2 separate regions of the Arachis hypogaea genome follow, and region 2 is linked to region 1. A link is a contact called in public Hi-C data. All regions are on one chromosome and are shown on one strand. The core of a region is the stretch at or near the end of the contact, and the rest is flanking DNA. Distances in the headings are between cores, read along the strand shown. Region 1 has its middle 17 kb from the start of LOC112745291. Region 2 holds the start of LOC112743596 (protein OCTOPUS-like).

The links. A called contact is a pair of places that touch in the nucleus more often than the background predicts.
Region 2: a contact with region 1 is called in a Hi-C map of leaf, with 1.7 times the contacts expected there. The contact joins the promoter of LOC112743596 here to the enhancer-like site in region 1. A contact is called at or near these places in 3 of 8 Hi-C or Micro-C datasets (leaf and an unstated tissue).

The regions. Positions count from the first base shown.
Region 1 is chr14:102,111,232-102,116,295 of arahy.Tifrunner.gnm2.J5K5, reverse strand. No RefSeq gene overlaps it. Among protein-coding and RNA genes, the nearest start is that of LOC112745291, 17 kb to the left of the region's middle. Within about 2 kb of position 2,040, at least 1 of the 3 cell types and tissues checked has open chromatin away from gene starts, as enhancers often do.
Region 2 is chr14:102,156,049-102,161,077 of arahy.Tifrunner.gnm2.J5K5, reverse strand. It overlaps LOC112743596 (protein OCTOPUS-like), which reads right to left and starts at 1,873. Exons shown (of 1, transcript XM_025792876.3): 1 at 1-1,873. The coding sequence starts at 1,855.

The DNA.
Region 1 (5,064 bases), core at 791-3,290:
AATAAAAAATAAAAAATGGAGTAAAAATTTATTTTGAAACTAAAAATTTGTCAATTGTGCTAGAAATTCTAAAAATTTATATCTTATTATATACTTAATTTTGTTACTCACTTCAATTTCATTATTCCTTTGTATCCAAAAAAGTATATAATGTCACACTTATTTCAAAAAAGATGAAGCTCTCCAAATACACGATAAAATGTATAATTTAAGAATAATAAGATAAAAAATATCTAGAATTTTGTTAATAGTATTTGAAATTTTCAATGACGATAATACAAAGAGTTTAAATCTACCAAATGAATTCAATAGTTACCCTTTGCACATCTTATTTAAATTTGAATTTTAAAATTTAATTTGTATCTTCTTTTTTTTCTAATATAGATTATTTTTGACAAAAAAGAGAGAAAAATTTTATTAGACCAAAAAAATATTCTATCAATAAAAAAATATTATAAAGTGATTTATAATTAAAGAAGAAAATAATAAAAATATTAATAATAAAAAAAATGATGTGCATATTAAAGAATGTTAGAAAAGAAATAATAAAGTTCATATTAATAATAATGTTGAGGAATGATGTTATTATTTTAGGCTTCTAGTCTCTGCTTTTGGCCATTATTTTTTTCCTTTCTTTATTTTTTTATTTAAATTATCAAGTCATAAAAAAATAAAGAACAATTCAAGAAAACGAAAATAGTAAGATCAATAGTAACTATACAAATAAAAATACATAGGAGAAAAATAAACTATTATATAATAAAATTAACATGAGTAGTGAATAAGCTAATCGGTTAGGTCAGAAAAGTATCAAAGCATTGACAAAAGAAAAAGGAAAAAAATGGCACGGAAGAAAAGTATGAAAAGTATAGTGATTTCACCAAAAAAAATCAACTTATCTTTCTCAAGGAGGATATCATGACTCTGATTCCATGTTAGAAAGAAGAGAGAGAGCAATAGAAAAAATATTTGTGAGTATTCAAGTTGTGTAAAATGATACAATATAGAAGGGTATTTATAGGTGATAAGAGAATCAAAATAATAAAAACGTAATATCCTATAATAAATTTTCAGATATGTTGAATAATGCTAATTGATCTAATTGATCTTAATTATATTCTAACAATTATATTCATTTAATTGATATACATAATATTAAATTGTGTGATATTTAAATATTTTATCAAATCATCAATTAGTTGATATAATTAAGTCATCATATGAATTGTATTTAATAAATTAAAAGAAATAAATTAAAAAATACTCTTATAAATTGCTACCTCAGTTTTATTATTAAGTGCAAAAAATTCAATTTTTATATATAGAATAAATGATTAAAATTTAAAATAGTAACTTATTAATCAAGTTAACTTTTTTTTTAATTCTTAAATGGGTTTCATATATTTTTTTACAAAAGAAAAAGTTAAAAACCCATAAACTATTACTTTATTTAGGTGAATACTAATATGTTACTAAAAAATATGAGTGTCGTATTTTTTTATAATATGATAAATTTTTGTATATTTATGTATAACATTAAATATTCAAATTTTAATATATAATATTGTTCAAAATTTTATTATCACAGATACTAGATTATAAAAAATTGATCAATTAAAACAAAAAATTACTGTTATACATCTAAACAATCTTTATAAAACACATTAAATATATGGTCGAAATTTGTCTCTATAATATAAAAGCCAATACTCTTACCTTACTACAAAACTTTTCAATAATAGTAATTTATTTATTATCTTTAATAGTAGATATTTTTCGACAAAAAATATTTTACTTCCTGCATCCACATCTTAAATAAAGTAACAAAAAAAAATAACTATATTAGTATACACGAACACGAAAGATCAAACTTTATATTTGGTACGATAATGATTGACGGGGTGCATGAAGGTTTGGAGGGACCAACTGTCCCGCTCACTCATTCGTTTTTCAACAACTGCACGTCTGCACCGTACTGAACTGCACTGCACCGCACCGCACCGCAGTATAGTGTCTTACATTATATTCCCTTTGCATAACACCAAACCAACTCTTACTCTTAAGTCTTAACCCTGCATCCTCTCATCCATGCCCATTATGATCTATTTGGCGTCTTACAAAAAAATTTATTATGCTATTGGAAAAAAAAATTAATTTATTATTACATATTTATTTGAATATTCTACTATAATTAATAAGTTTAAATAGTTTGGTGGATAATTATTCAATTAAAAAATATATAAATTAATATATATGTATAAATATATAATTAATTTTCATTTATATATATTGTTTTGTAATATAATATAATATAATAATATATATTCATTTTAATTGTATATAGCATTTTTGTAATATAATATAATACGTATATATTCACTTTAAATCTATTAGTACATTAATAGATACCAAATTTACTTAAATATAATATTATTTTAGATAGTATCTTATTCTTTAATTAAGAGGTCTTAAATTAAAAAAGAACGTGTTTTCTTTTGGATAAAGTAACAGCATCCGAGATTTATCAAAACTATACATATTATATTATCCATCTATTTGACTAATATATACATTGACCTTCACCTAAATTACACCAACTTATTAGATCCTCTTGGTGATAATATAGTTAAGAGATCCTTATACATGTGTAAGTCATCTGTATATTAATGGATTTTATTTTGTTTTATTTTCTTAATTTGAAATTGAACACATACAATTCAGAATAATGTTAAAGAAAGAGTGTTTGCAATTGCTTTTCTATCTCTACGAATTCTCTATGTAAAGAGAGATTGTGGGGTTGAAATTGACTTTTTACAATAATTTCTATTTATTGATGCAATAATGTGCCGGTATCAAGTTAGGATAATTGCATCATTCTATTTATTGATGCTGAATCTCATGTAATTGTTGTCTATATATCCCGATTTTTATTTTAATAAATAAAATAATTATAATAATTATTGAAATAAATAATTTAAAAAATATTTACCGAAATAAATACTTCTCTTATATCTCGATTACACTAGATATGTGTATTTTTTTAATTTTCATACTGTAAATGAGATACATGAAAAATTATCTCGTTTACTGTAAAAACAAGATATATGTATTTATAAATAATCTATCTATCTATTCTATTATATAAAAATCGGATCTCTGCACTTAATGATAGAGCTGACGTGGCATGCTTCTGAGAGTGTTTCTCGATTTATTTGTTTTAACTCATTAAATACAAGTTATTACGATAAACTAATTATATCAAGTAATTAATTTGATCAGATATTTAAATATCACATAATTTATTATAATTTATATTAATTTTATTTGGTAATATTTTTTAATTTATTTTTAATGTTCTGTTAGTATTTTTAATTTATTTTTTTAATTTATTAAATCAAATTTATTGTGTGTACTAATTAATTAATTAGTCATTAAATAATAAATCTTTGAATAAAATAAGCAACGAACTGAGATATTTTTAACTAATAATCAAATCAAATAAAATCAAATTATATATATTGAGCCAAACTCAAATTTTGTGAATTAAGGACTAAATTAAAATAAGATAATTTCTTACCTATTCAAATTGAATGCAATACATACAAATTAATTTTGTTAGATAATCATAGTCGTCTGATCTACTATATATAGATGGCCACACAAAATTATAAGAATCATGATTTTTATTGCAAATGCTATTTCAAGTGTTCTTTTCTTCTTCTTTTTTCCCTTTATGTATATTTTTTAATGTATAAATGTACCCAAAATGAGAAAGTACGGATAATGTTTTATTGATTGTTTGTTTGATGAATATATCTCAATTTCAGCATTCTACAACTGTAGATGGAAGTTGACCCGTAATTCAAAGTGATCAGTATAAATTTTTATAGTATTAGAGAAAAGAATATTTGTTAAAATGAATATATTCATTGTAATGAATTTTTTTCTCAATTATTAGATTTTTATGTTAAATTCTTTGAAGGTATAAGATAATAAAATAAGTTGACTTTAATATCATTAGAAGCTAAATTTAATGGTTCAAGTAAGCACCACTAATTATGTTAATAAAGTAATTTTGTAATACTAATGTGATTTACATATTAATTTTTTCGAGTAAACTCATTTCAAAATGTAAAAATTAGACTCAATTACTCTAAAATTTTAAAGATAATATAGAATTTTGCAACAAAATAAATTAACATTCATTAAAGAAATAAATTTATATAGGGCTCTTTCCTAATTATAAATAATAACAAGACTTATGAAAAAATATTAATGTCAACGTTCTTATTAACTAAATCATAATATTAGGTAGTTGATAGTTTTATAGCCAGAATTTATTAAGTAATTACGTTAAAACTAGCAACTAACAAGCAATAAAGATTCATAAAAAAATCTATTACATATTACTAATTTTATAATTAAAATATGTCACATATCATATTCTCATCTCTTTTATTTATTGTCTATTCTATTATATAAAAATCAGGTTTTTGCACTTAATGATGGAATTGATGTGACATGCTTTTAAGAATGTTTAGCGATTTATTTTTTTTTAACTCATTAAATACAATTTATTGCGATAAATTAACTATATCAACTAATTTTATTAGATATTTAAGTATCACACAATTTATTATAATTTATATCAATTTGATTTAGTAGTATTTCCTAATTTATTTCTTTTAATATTCTGTTAGCATTTTTTAATTTATTAAACCAAATTAATTATACTAATTATCTGTATTAATTAATTAATTAGATTAGTTTATTAATTATTAAAATAATAAATCTATGAATAAAATAGACTCTCCAGTATTTTCACTAATAATTAAATCAAATCAAATCATACATATTGAACTAAATTCAAATCATGTAAATTAAGGATTAAACTAAAATAAGATGATTTTTTACCTATTCAAATTGAATGCAATAAATACAAATTAATTTTGTTAGATAATTATGGTCTTCTGATCTTCTATATATATTATATAGATAGCCATACAAAATTATAAGAACCATCATTTTTATTGTTTTTGCGATTTCAACTCTTCTTTTCTTTTC
Region 2 (5,029 bases), core at 624-3,123, 45 kb before region 1:
CTGCAGTCTTCCTAATTGAACTAGACCTATCAAGGCTCTTCCTCCTCCGGGAGGAACTATCAGAATAATACTCCCTAGTCTGCAAAGTGCCACCGGGGACCTTAGCCTGATCAGCATTCTCAATGATAGCATTCATCATAACATTCACAGGCTCCTCCACAGGAATCTGAGTATCAGTCCTCAGGACCTGATGAACAGGAGCATCCTCCACCACAGACAACATTGAAGGCATCCTCGGAGGAGGAAATGTCCTCCCTATGAGGTACCCATCCCACGACGCCCTCGGCTCATCGAAAGAATACCTCGGGTCGTCCAATGACACCCTACCGGCCTCAAATGACATCCGTCCAATGTCCAGCGAGAACCGCGGATCGGTGTCACAGGACCGCCTGCCGAACCCATAGTCAGCGATCTCCGACTGCGTCTCACGGAATTGCCTGCCAATGGGCTTCTCCACAGGCAGCAGCGTGGTGCCGGAGCCCAGGGCACCATTTCGGCAGCGCTGCTTCTTCAGCTTCTGCTTCTGCCTCCATTTCTGCAGCTTCTTGCTGAACACTGAGGCTGCAGACCAGAAGCTACCCTTGAAATCGCGGCCGGAACTCTTCTTAGCGTTCGAATCCAGGTCGATATGTTCCTTCATCGGCTTCAGCAATTCCTCTTCCGGAACAACCACAATTTCCGGTTCTGGTTGGAGTTCAGGTTCTTCTTCCACGATTTCTGTAACTGCAACCCTCTCTTCTGTCACAATGTTGGGAACTACCGCATTTGTAGGTCCTTCTAGAACCCTAATTTCGTCTTCGTTTTGATCATTTTCTTCTTCTTGCTCTTGAATCTCTTCCTCCAGAACAGAAGCGCTCTCTGATTCTGATTCTGATTCTTCTTCTAAGGTGACCGGAGCTTGAACTATAGTGGAAGAGGAAGCGAGGTTTCTGGTTTCAACCTCGACGGAGGGTTCTTTTTTGGGGATTTTGCGCTCGTCGTCTTGGTTGAAGAGAGAGAATAGAGTGCTGCGAACCCTAACGTCACAAGATCTTCTCTGAGGCTCAAATGCGCCGGAGAAGAAGCCCTCGTTGTTCTTCGAGGCGGAGAAGGATTTTGTACGGCGGAGCTCAGGGAAGAACGAGGAGGACGAGGATGAGGTCGGCGGCGGGCGGTTTCCGCGGTTGCTGCCGGATGCGGACGGGCGGAAGATGGCTCTAAGGGCGGCGGCGGCGGTGGAGGAAGAGGTGGACCTGCGGGGGCCGGAGGAGGAGGAGCTGGCGGCGGTGCCGTTGGGATCGAGCACGGCGAGGCGCTCGCAGAGGCATGAGGGGCAGAATCCGGTGAACTGCTCCTGTGGGTGGCGATCGCAAGATGTGGAAGGACGGTGAGGCTGCAGAAGTTGCGGCGGTTGTTGCTGGTGCAGCGGCGGTGCCGGAGGTAACGGCGGCGGAAACAATGCTTGCTGCTGGTGATGCTGAAGCTGGTGCAGTTGCTGGTTGGGTTGTAGTGAGGGGTTGGATTGGGTTGTGGGATTCATACCCGGAAATGGTGGTGTGTGAAGTTGGCGGTTAAAAATGTGGTCATGTTCCGGTGGGAGTAACGAGTGAAAGAGAAGGGGGGGGGGGGAGAGAGAGAGAGAGAGAGAGAAGAAAGAGAGAAAGAGTGAGGTAGTGAGTGAGTGAGGGAGTGTGTGTGTGTGTGTGTGTTTTGCTTGCTTTGTCTGTGTGTCTGTGTCTTTGACAGAGAAAGGGAAAGGGGAGAAAGGGAAAGATAGAGAGAGAGAGGAGAGAGAAGGCACTGTTTGGTTCCCAACGGACACAGAGAAAGTGAAGAGATACAGATTTTGTGTCAATTTTGTGATTTTGTGAACCATCCAGAAAGCTCAACAAAATACATTAAAAGGGCTTAAAACAGAGCCTATATTACATGGCCATAAATACAACAATTCAATTCTCCGTTTAATATATTAATGTGTACGGACACTAATACAGAATATATATATATATATATATATATATATATATATATATGAATTTTAAATTTTTATAAAATATAATAAAAATACCGTGTATATATAAAATATAAAATATTTTTTAGATAAATTATAATTATATTTTAATATTTTATTGATATTAAAATATAAAATAATTTTTTAATTATTTTAATAAATAATAATATATATTTTATTTTTAAATTTATTGTAAAAATACATGTTAAGAATAAAATTGGACATGTTGATAAGTGATAATATTTAGATATGTCTAAATGTGTCTGATAAAAAAATTTTAATTTTTATTAAGATATGATTAGATACGACAGACACGCATACAGACGAATATCGTATTTAAAATGTGTCTGAGACAATTCAACAGAATGTCTATATTTTATAAATAGTACCGTAATAATATTGCTATTTTTAATGTCATTTTGAGTATTATTTTTTAAATGTATATTTGTATTAATTTATAAAAAATACAATATTCAATAATATCAATTTATTATTTTTCATTAATACTGTAATAGTACATTATACTATTTTATTTTAATGTTATTTTATATATAATTTTTTTAATATATATCTATATCTATATCATCACTTTGTAAAAAAATAAGTGATATTATCTGATAATATTTTTTTTTTAGTAGTAAATAGTAACATCAGTTTATTATTTCTTATTACATATTGTGATAGCATGTTGTTGTTGTTGTTGTGTTAAAAAACAATTGTTGACCTCAGTGGAAAATTTTTACTCCTCGAATATATTAATTAACGATATACTTTCACACTTTTAGACAAATTTAAAATATGATTAAAATTCTTCAATGAAGTTTTGCTCGGAGTTGAACCAACTACCAATTTCCCTGCTATTGAGACATAAAATTGTGATGAAATATAGAAAAAAATTATTATGTTTTAAAATATTAAATTAATGTATTGTGTCCTATTTAATAAAAAAATGTAGAAATATTAAATAAAATATATTTTATTTTTTATTATTATTATCAAATTTTTATAATTATATTTTTTATTATTTTATTTTGTGTGAACAAAAAACAAAAGTTAATTAGATTATTTATGATTTGTTATATCTTATATTCAGTTCATTCCTAAACAAAATATAAAAATACTAATTTTTATGTCATTGTCTTTTGTATCCTGTTTTTAATATCTTATCTTGTCTTGTTCTCAAAATTAAACACAACTTTAGGAATGAAAATAGATCAGGTCTTTGAAAGACCTGTAACTTAGCTTGCATTCGACTTGGTCTAGCCTGAGCTGTCATAAAATAGTTTTAGGTTTTGACCGATCTAAAAATCTAATTTTATTAATAGGCTAAGTCTAGACTCACAGAATAGTTTATAAGACTTCTCAAACCTATCTAAATCTGTTAAAATATAAATAATTTTTTATAATTAAAAAGCTACTAAAATTTTTAAATTTATTATATTTTATTATAAATATTTTTTATATTTTAAAAATTTAAATATTATTATAAATATTAAATTTAGTATATTGTATATATAAATTTTTAAAAGAAAAGTAAGTTTTTTAAATATTTTTATTTTTTATTTTGGTAAAAATTATATATTAGATTTTTTATCAACTTTGAGATTAGGCCAAGCTCAACATCAGTGCAGACTTAGTACTTAAAAGGTTTAATTATTTTGTAGGTCCTTATAGTTTTATCGAATTTTTAATTAGGTTTTTATACTTTTTTTTCTTTTCAATTAGGTCTCTATACCATATCAAATTTTGTAATTAAGTTTTTTTTGTGACAAATATTAGAATTAATAAAATATTTTATTAAACAAAATGAATATGCCTAATACTTGAATAAATATTTTATTTTATTTAACAAAATATTCAATTAATTCTAATATTTTTGTAATGGTAGAGATTTAATTACAAAATTTAATATGATATAAAAATTCAATTAAAAATATAAAAACTTAATTAAAATTTTAATAAAACTATAAGAATCAGTAAAATAATTAAACATACTATAAAAAAAGGTCCATAATAAACTATATGTCTAACTTAAATACATTACAAAACTAACCTGATAAGGGTGAAGCTTACCCTATCCTATTTTTATCCCTACTCTTTGTTGTGAGTTTGATATTCTCTCTTTCTAGTAATTGTTTAAGCTTTTTTCCTTAGTGAAGTTTTCTTGAGCTTTTTTATTTAAATAAATAATACATTAATTCCCAAAATACGCAGGGGAAGAAAGCTTGATGAAAATGTGCATGGCCATTTCAGGTGAAGCACCCGCAAAATTGAAAAAGGTGTCAATTCAAGGGCAGCGGCCGCAAAATGGGTCTGACATGGCAGACTGAAGGATTGATCACCCAATCCAATGCTGGCGACCACGAATTGGATGACGTCGTGAATGGGCGCTTGTGAAGTGGCCCAAATCAGATGCAGCAGCAGCGAAATGGAGCAACTCATTGGCGGCGAACACGAATTGGGCATACTGTAGCTGGCGACCACGAAATGGCGACCCGTCATTCAAAGATGCAAATTTTAGTGAACACCAGTCTCCATACGAGCATGCACTAGTTAAGCTAGGTGGCCATGGACAGAGGTGTAGGGGGTTGGTTGAATATAAAAGGGGAGAAGGAGGAGGGGACCAAGTCGAACATGCAGTAGAAGGGAAAGAGAGTTTAAAAAATTGGGTGGTGGGAAAAACAAATTGTGCTGCGGTGAAAAATATTGTATTGTGGTTTGAAAAAAAATTAAAATGAGTAGCAGTGGAAGTAACGTGGAAGAAAATCTTAATAAGTTGGATGAAATTCATATTGTCGCACATTTGCTTCACAATGTTAGTTTTAGTGATTATGTTTAGTGAATTATATTATTAGTATTCTTGTTAGAACTAATTTTGTTGTTATTTAATCTTGGTAAGAGTATTTTTAATTATATTTTTCATGTTTTTTTATTGTAGCCCACCTGTGTTCTTACTCTGCATGGCACACTTGTTAATGTTTTCACGTTAGATCCGGCGAATCCAAGCATGGAAATTAGGCAGCAGAGGCTTGAGCCTTA